2 separate regions of the Pan troglodytes genome follow, and region 2 is linked to region 1. A link is a contact called in public Hi-C data. All regions are on one chromosome and are shown on one strand. The core of a region is the stretch at or near the end of the contact, and the rest is flanking DNA. Distances in the headings are between cores, read along the strand shown.

Region 1 (3,652 bases), core at 318-2,817:
AGGGAAGTCACAGGCATAGCTTGCCCTCATATGCAGGAGCAAATCAGCCTGCAGGTTCAGTCGCTTCTAGAAGCCTCTCACAGGGGCAGCGGTGTCTGTAGTTGACCATGGTTCGAGTCTCCTGAGAGTGGAAGGGCCTGTGGGACTCCTGCAGAAGGAATGAGCTTGCCCCATCCCTGCAGACAGGACAGATGTGTGTGCTGAAGCTCAAAATGTCAAGATCCACAGGCACAAAACAGGAAGAAAGAGCTGCAGGCAGATTCATGGCACAGTTTCTTTACCAAAATGGGGGCACCCGGGATCCAGTGACTGGATTTAACCAGGAGCAGTTTTCTGCCTTCCCCTGGTCTCAGATGAAGCAGACTCGGGCCGGTACCAAGAATCTCTGTGTGGCGGGAGCTGCGTTCAGGGAATAGATGGGGAAGTTTGCATCTACCCCGTGGGATGCTCACCATGGAAGGTGACCACTGCTCAGCACAGTGGACGCAGCTCAGGTGCTCATGCATGGCGTGGTGTGGGTATAGCCTTGGACTCACAAGGAAGACCCAGGGCTGCTGCGGAAGGCTGGAGTAGGCTGGGAGGTGGAATTGCTCCAGGGTCAGTGGCAGCCCGGCAGCATGGGCGCACCTGGTGCACGTGGCGCTGGGGAGAATTCAGAGCCCCATTCCTTCCAGCCTGACAGCTGCCACCCCCAATGTGTAACTCCTTATAATAGAATCTGTCCAGCTTTTTTGCTGATTCAGGTAATCAGTCAGGGACATTGCTATCAAGACTCCCAGCCCTTCCCTTTCCTTTCCCTTTTGTGCTCTGTCTCTGAACCTGTTGGGATTTGAGGTCAGAAGAAAACACCAGAGTACAGACCACCTCGTGTTCTACAGATCATGGTTTGGTGCCGTGGCCTCCACCCCAGCTGCCCCAGCATTTTACAACACGCCTTGTGTCATGCTCCCTTGTAGAATTTATAGACAGGGACGCACCTACTACACAGATAGTTTCAAAAGATCAGTAGCATGCCCTAACTGTAATATAACACAGACCTTGTGGGAGCATGCGCATAGTGAAATATGCTGGATGTCAGCATGCATGTGCTAGGACACAGGCAGGAGGAGGCTGGGAAACCCGGCAGGTCCCTGCGCTCACGCACAGGATCACTGAGTGCAACCCCCACAGACGCCCACGAACACTGGAGGGCTGGGATGGCAGCTTCAGCACCACAGCAGCATGCTGAGCTGATGTCCAGAAATCGGAGACAGCACTCAGCAAAGATAAAAGGAAAAAAGCAAAGTGTAGTTATTTGCCAATCTATAAAATAGCAGCATTCGTGGATAACTCAGTATATATTAAATACTGCCCCCAAAACCCTGTGGATGATGTGTAAAATGTAGTTAAGTTCTCAGCTCAGATGATTATATAGGAGCATTTTCTCATATATAAATGCTCATCAGATGCTCAGAAGTCAGGGGACCCAGGAGAATTCTTCGCTGTGAGGGGCATTTTGTTACAGGGTGTCTGGACACCCAGCGTCTGGCTGCAGGAATATCCCCTCAACATTGTGGGAACTAAAATGCCACCTCAGATTTCCACAGTGCCCACCAGGGGTCAGTATAGTTCCTGTTGAGGAAGTCTGGTCCTGGCTTGGGAATTGGAAATGGAAATAGGAAAATCAAAGCCTTCAGGAGAGTTATGTATGAGATTGTAGCAATGCAGTTATAACAGCAAAAGTAACACTGGCTTTTGCTGCTGGAAGAGATCAGGAGATCAGAAGTAAGTGAGCGCCTCCCAGGATTTAGAACTGAAGGAATGGTCCCGCCAGGTGTAGATCACATGGAGATGCCCTTGCGTGGGTCCCTCTGAGTTCTGTCATTTATATGACACTGGTTTATGGAGATTCTACACCTGCCAGGGCTGGGAATTCTGTCTGTCCCCGCAGATGGTCTCCTGGTCTAGAAGGGCAGAGCACCCCATAATTACAGGTCGGGGGTCACCATGGAGAGCCACACATGGTGGGAAGAAGCATCCAGGAGGAGATGGCAGGCAAGACAGGTTTTGTGGGTTTGTGAGAACCCACAAAACAGGTTAAAGCAGAGGGGGTCCTCCTGGGTAAGGGTGAGGAAGAGGCTTCAGGCTGCACCTCACGGCTCCAAACAGATCCTTGTTAGGGAGCAGGGCAGGAATGGTGGGAAGGGATGGTGGCCTGTGAGGGGGTGTGACACCAGGGTGGCATGGTCAGTGCCACATCATGTAAACCTTGAGCAGGTTCCCTTGGGTGCACTGAACACCTTGCCTACACTATCCTGTTAAAAGCTCTTACTTGGTATTAGATGTGAAATTGTTCACATGTCTGTATCTCCCCAAGACCATGGATCTGGGCTGAATCTAGATTTTCCTGTTGTCAGCACTGCGCTTAGCATGGGGTTGGAGGGCCTCCCTAAATGCTGGTTGATGAATGAAGGAGTGAGTGAGTAGTGAACTATTTCATTCTGTGGAGGCTCCTGCTTCTCCATATCGGATGGAAAAAGAAGAAAGTAATGAGGATATTGTGTTCCCAGCCCCCTCTGCAGCATGGAGCTTGTACCTTGGAGTGCCCCTTCTCTCATCCTCTTGTCCCATTACTGCCCTAAAGGATCCAGACACCTCCACACAGAGAGGGACAGATGCTCTTGCTGGTCAGACAGGGCTGATCCTATTTCATGATTAAATCGAAGGCTTCTAACTTTCTTGATCTCCTGGCTTTCCATTTTCTTTCAGCCTCTTAATCGATTAGGGTAAATTTTTGATTATCCTTTTTATTTTATGTGTTTAGTAATATATTAATATTTTAAAATTTATTTATTTATTTATTTATTTTTTGAGATGGAGTCTCACTTTGTCACCCAGGCTGGAGTATAGTGGCGTGATCTCCGCTCACTGCAAGCTCCACCTCCCAGGTTCACACCATTCTCCTGCCTCAGGCTCCCGAGTAGCTGGGACTACAGGCTCCCACCACCATGCCCGGCTAATTTTTTCTATTTTCAGTAGAGATGGGGTTTCACCATGTTAGCCGTCTCCTGACCCTCGTGATCCACGTGCCTCAGCCTCCCAAAGTGCTGGGATTACAGGTGTGAGCCAACGCACCCGATTTGTTGTAGGTCTGTTCCTAGGCTTCTTAGGTTGTCATGTGGTTGAAACCAAAAGTGATGGTAGATATTTTTAATATTCACATGCAGGTGACATTGCCATGAAGTTAAATCAAAAGTGCTAGTAGCTATTTAACAGTAAGATAAGGTTCCTATTCCAGACCTACAGTTATGAAGTGGACATTTGGGCCATCCAATTATGTTTTTCTGATAAATTTCTAAATAAAGTGTGGGGGTTACACACACACACACGCACACACACACACACACACACAAATGGAAGGCTTCACAGTTGCTCCATCCAACTTGTCATGCATCAAAATGCAATGGAAATAGGCAAATTCTTAGAGGCAGAAAACATCTCTATGGTTGCCAGGGGCTGAGCAAAGAGGGGAATGAATGGCAAGTGACTGCTCACGGGTACAGAGCTTCCTTTTGGGGGTGACACAAATGTTCTGGAAGGAGACAGCAGTGATGGTCGTGCAGCACTGAAAATACACTAAAAGCCTCTGAATTTCACACTTGAAAATGGTGAC
Region 2 (3,730 bases), core at 336-2,835, 330 kb before region 1:
TGGTGCCCCAGAGCCTATGCATGGTCTGCAGAAGATCCACAAACGTGTCCTCAAAGGTTCTGAGATTAGCTGTGCTGACCAAAGATCACAAAGCTATGGGGTCTGTGGAACATGGGGACTCATGACCCCTACCTGACATGCAGCCAGAAGGGACCAGCTGCACACAACAAGCTCCATGCAGAGACCCATAGAAGGCCCAGCCCATCTGCAACTAGCAGATGAAGGACTGGCGCTCAGGGACACAGTATCTCCTCCCACCACCCCAAGGTTATGTCACTTCTTTCACGCAGCCAGATGCCATCTAGCGGGGTGAGGAAAACAGCAAGAAATCTGAAATACTGAGATAGTTGAAAAACAGGCTCTCTCTCTCTCTCCTGGGTTTTTCTCCACCCCCAGCACATGAAAGAATTGTAAGGAAATTTAGATGATTGATAATAAACTATAAAATATAAAATCTGGATTATCATTATATATTTTATGGTGATGGGTAGATTTCCATACTCGCCACAATTACTAGCCTTTCCTAAATTAGGACATTTTCTGGAATGTTCCTCTAATAAAAACTAAGTCATTATCATTATACTTAGATTTTATAACCAAGAATTCCAAAGTCATATTACCAGTCTACTACGCTTTCCCAATGAATCCATCCTTTACGTCTAATTTCTAAATACACTTGTTGTCCACAAGGTGGCCCTAGAAGCAATAGAATACAGTTCACCTCCAGAGCAGCCCGACCGCTAAAAGGACTCAATCCTTTTTGTTTTCCCATTTATGAGCAATTAATGGAGTGAGAACAGAAAGAAAAAAAGAGCACAATTAAACATTGTACTAACAAACTGATAACGCGTCTTCAGTGTTTGTTTTTACCAAACAGAGCAGAACTATGAATCATGTGGCCGCGGAACTGCACACCTTGGCTGTGTATGGCACCGAGGCACCTTGCGTTACCTCCGAGGATGTCTGCCAATTTTTTAAACATGCAAAACCATAGTGTCAGTAAAAGAAAAGTTCCCAGAAGACTCGCAATTGTGCAAATGGGGGGAAAAAAAAAACAAACAGGCATCAGCCATCACAAAATTCCAGATTGCCAGATTCCTTGATTGTGGCTTTTAAGCAAAACACAGCCAGCTGCCTGTATTTAACGTTAATTGTTAAGCTCCAAGTCTCAGCCAATCATTTTACTTCTGAGCTGGCGCTGTAACAGCAACACAAATATGAAACTCTCTCCCTGACCCAGTTTAGTGTGGGGGGGAGGGGGGAAGGAGACAATGAATAATTAATTCTGGGATTTGGTCAGCTTTCCTGTGAAGAACACATCGCTAGCTTCCTAAAGCAAAACAACATCTGTGCCTGAAAACTTCTCTTGCATCTTCAAGATGAGCTGATGGTGTGTTTATAAACCCCGTAAAAATCCACCTCTTATCTCTTCTCCCCACCAAAGAGCCATGTTCGCACTTTAAGGAGTGAGTCTTCTGTTTATGATTGGCTAGAGGGGTGGCCACCTTTCTCATGTGGTCCTCTGCTGAGAACTCACTCGGCTGATGATTTCCCTGTTCTTGACCCTTTGTGTGATTTGAAGGTTTCTCGCTCCTCCCAGATTGCTAACAGCGCCAAGTATCTAGTCTCCTATTTTTCCTCGGGGGATGGATACCTTAGCCTCCTTTCTCGGTCTGGAATGCAAAGAACGCAGCTTCATTTGAGTGAATGGAGAATTCTTTGTAGGCAGAAACGATCTCTCACTCCTCTCTCATATTCCTGTTCAATCTTTCTATCTCATAAACCATAAACGACAGGCAGATGTCTAAAAAAGCATCTGGTTTTTAGAATCCCCCCAGTCACCGGACCTGGGGGGAGGTGTCCTCCTGCAGAGCACACCGAGCAATCTCCCGCAACCAATCTGACTTTTTGAGTCTGGCTTTGAGGTCTTGTTGCCAGAAAAGGGAGTCCTGAATCCAGACCCCAAGAGAGGGTTCTTGGATGTCACGCAGGAAACAATGTAAGGCGGGTCGCAGAGTGCAGTGAGAAGAGAGAGTTGATTGCAAGATACTCAGTTACAGAGTAGGCATCCTCAGAAAGCAAGAGGAGGAACGCTTCATCTTTGTTTTGTTTTTCTTACATGGGGGTCTTTTCTATGCAAAAGATAAGCTATGTCTCTGTGCAGGTGGGCTGACAGCGTGGCAAAATTGCTTATTTTTTGCTGACTCAAAGAAAACTCTCCTTGTCATATAGTGTGTAAATACATCAAATCATACGTGTAATTACCTTAGAAGCATGCATTGTTATGGATATTGGGACATCTGGACATTCCATTGTCATAGGAGTGTGTCCTTGCAGGTATCATCAAGCTGTTTTCTGAACTGTAAACATCTTAGGGCTGTGGGTTGTGACCAGCAAGGAATGTGCCTTATTAGTGTCAAGATGGAGCTGAACTTCAAATGACGTGACTCTGACTCTCCTATGCTCTTGTTTCCCTAACAGTCTGACAAGGTTAACCTTCAAGGACCACATCAGGAATTGGTCACAGTGCTTAGCAACAGGTTTTCTTCACTCTTGTCATTTACATATAGACGACAGCTAATATTCAAATCCGTGTAGGCAAACCCACAGTTGATTAAATTAAATCTCTTCTCTAGCTTGATTTGCATAACTTGAAATAATCAGAATAGAGAGCAAATGCATAATTGAAAAGAGAAAATACGTACTGCAGCTATTTGAAACTAGATGTCGTTGAATTAAGCTTGTAAATTCTGATAGTACTGAATGTACAACTGTTCTAGGCTAACTTTACATTTGAAATGTTAAGAAATGTGAGTTGTGAACTGGAAAGTTAATTAACAAATAAAATCTTAGAATATTGCACTTTGTTATGGCAGCCCTAGAAATAAACAAAATTTAAGAGAAAAAAGAAATTTTTTGACTAACAATAACAACATTTTAAGTTTGTTTTTTTTTTTTTTTTGAGACGGAGTTTTGCCCAGGCTAGAGTGCAGTGGCGCAATCTCGACTCACTGCAACCTCCGCCTTCCGGTTTCAAGCAAGTCTCCTGCCTCAGCCTCCAAAGTCACTGGGATTACAGGCACCCGCCACCACGCCCAGCTAATTTTTTTGTATTTTTAGTAGAGACCAGGTTTCACCATGTTGGTCAGGCTGGTCTCAAACTGCTGACCTTGTGATCCACCCACCTGGGTCTCCCAAAGTGCTGGGATTACAGGCACGAGCTACCATGCCCGGCCCCAACATTTTAAATTTTTTAAGAGAAAAACTGTCGAGCAAATGACCTGAATAGTTTGCTGGCACTATTTTACAAGAAAAGAGAAGCAGTTCCTGCATACCACGTTCTATTCTAACTCTTGCAAGGAAAAGAATTTAGCCAGTGTTTCCTTTATTTTAGAGCAAAATCTACTCACTGTAAGATCTTCCCCATTACTGCACCCAGACTCCCAGTTCTCTTTCTTTATGGCCCATATAGGACCCTCCCACCTCCACCCACTACCCGCATTGCCTTTATGAAAAAGCAGACCCTGATCTGGCTGGGCGCAGTGGCTCACGCCTGTAATCCCAGCACTTTGGAAGGCCAAGGCAGCCAGATCAGGAGGCCAAGAGAGCGAGACTATCCTGGCCAACATGGTGAAACCTCCACTAAAAATACAAAAATTAGCCGGGCATGGTGGCTCAAGCCTGTAGTCCAAGCTCCTCGGGAGGCTGAGGCAGGAGAATCGCTTGAACC

What was found. A called contact is a pair of places that touch in the nucleus more often than the background predicts.
Region 2: a Hi-C map of induced pluripotent stem cells shows a contact between it and region 1, with 4 times the contacts expected there. The contact joins two enhancer-like sites. A contact is called at or near these places in 3 of 7 Hi-C or Micro-C datasets (induced pluripotent stem cells and stem cell-derived neural progenitor cells), 1 of 1 datasets of contacts at active chromatin or transcription factors (stem cell-derived excitatory neurons) and 1 of 1 other capture datasets (stem cell-derived neural stem cells).

The regions. Positions count from the first base shown.
Region 1 is chr11:50,743,491-50,747,142 of NHGRI_mPanTro3-v2.0_pri, reverse strand. The region is part of intron 19 of DAPK1 (death associated protein kinase 1); the gene reads left to right. Among named protein-coding and RNA genes, the nearest start is that of CTSL, 46 kb to the right of the region's middle. Within about 2 kb of position 1,567, at least 1 of the 24 cell types and tissues checked has an H3K27ac peak or open chromatin away from gene starts, as enhancers often do. A contact at or near this core is called in induced pluripotent stem cells, where this site is marked.
Region 2 is chr11:51,073,071-51,076,800 of NHGRI_mPanTro3-v2.0_pri, reverse strand. No RefSeq gene overlaps it. Among named protein-coding and RNA genes, the nearest start is that of DAPK1, 150 kb to the right of the region's middle. Within about 2 kb of position 1,585, at least 5 of the 24 cell types and tissues checked have an H3K27ac peak or open chromatin away from gene starts, as enhancers often do. A contact at or near this core is called in induced pluripotent stem cells, where this site is marked.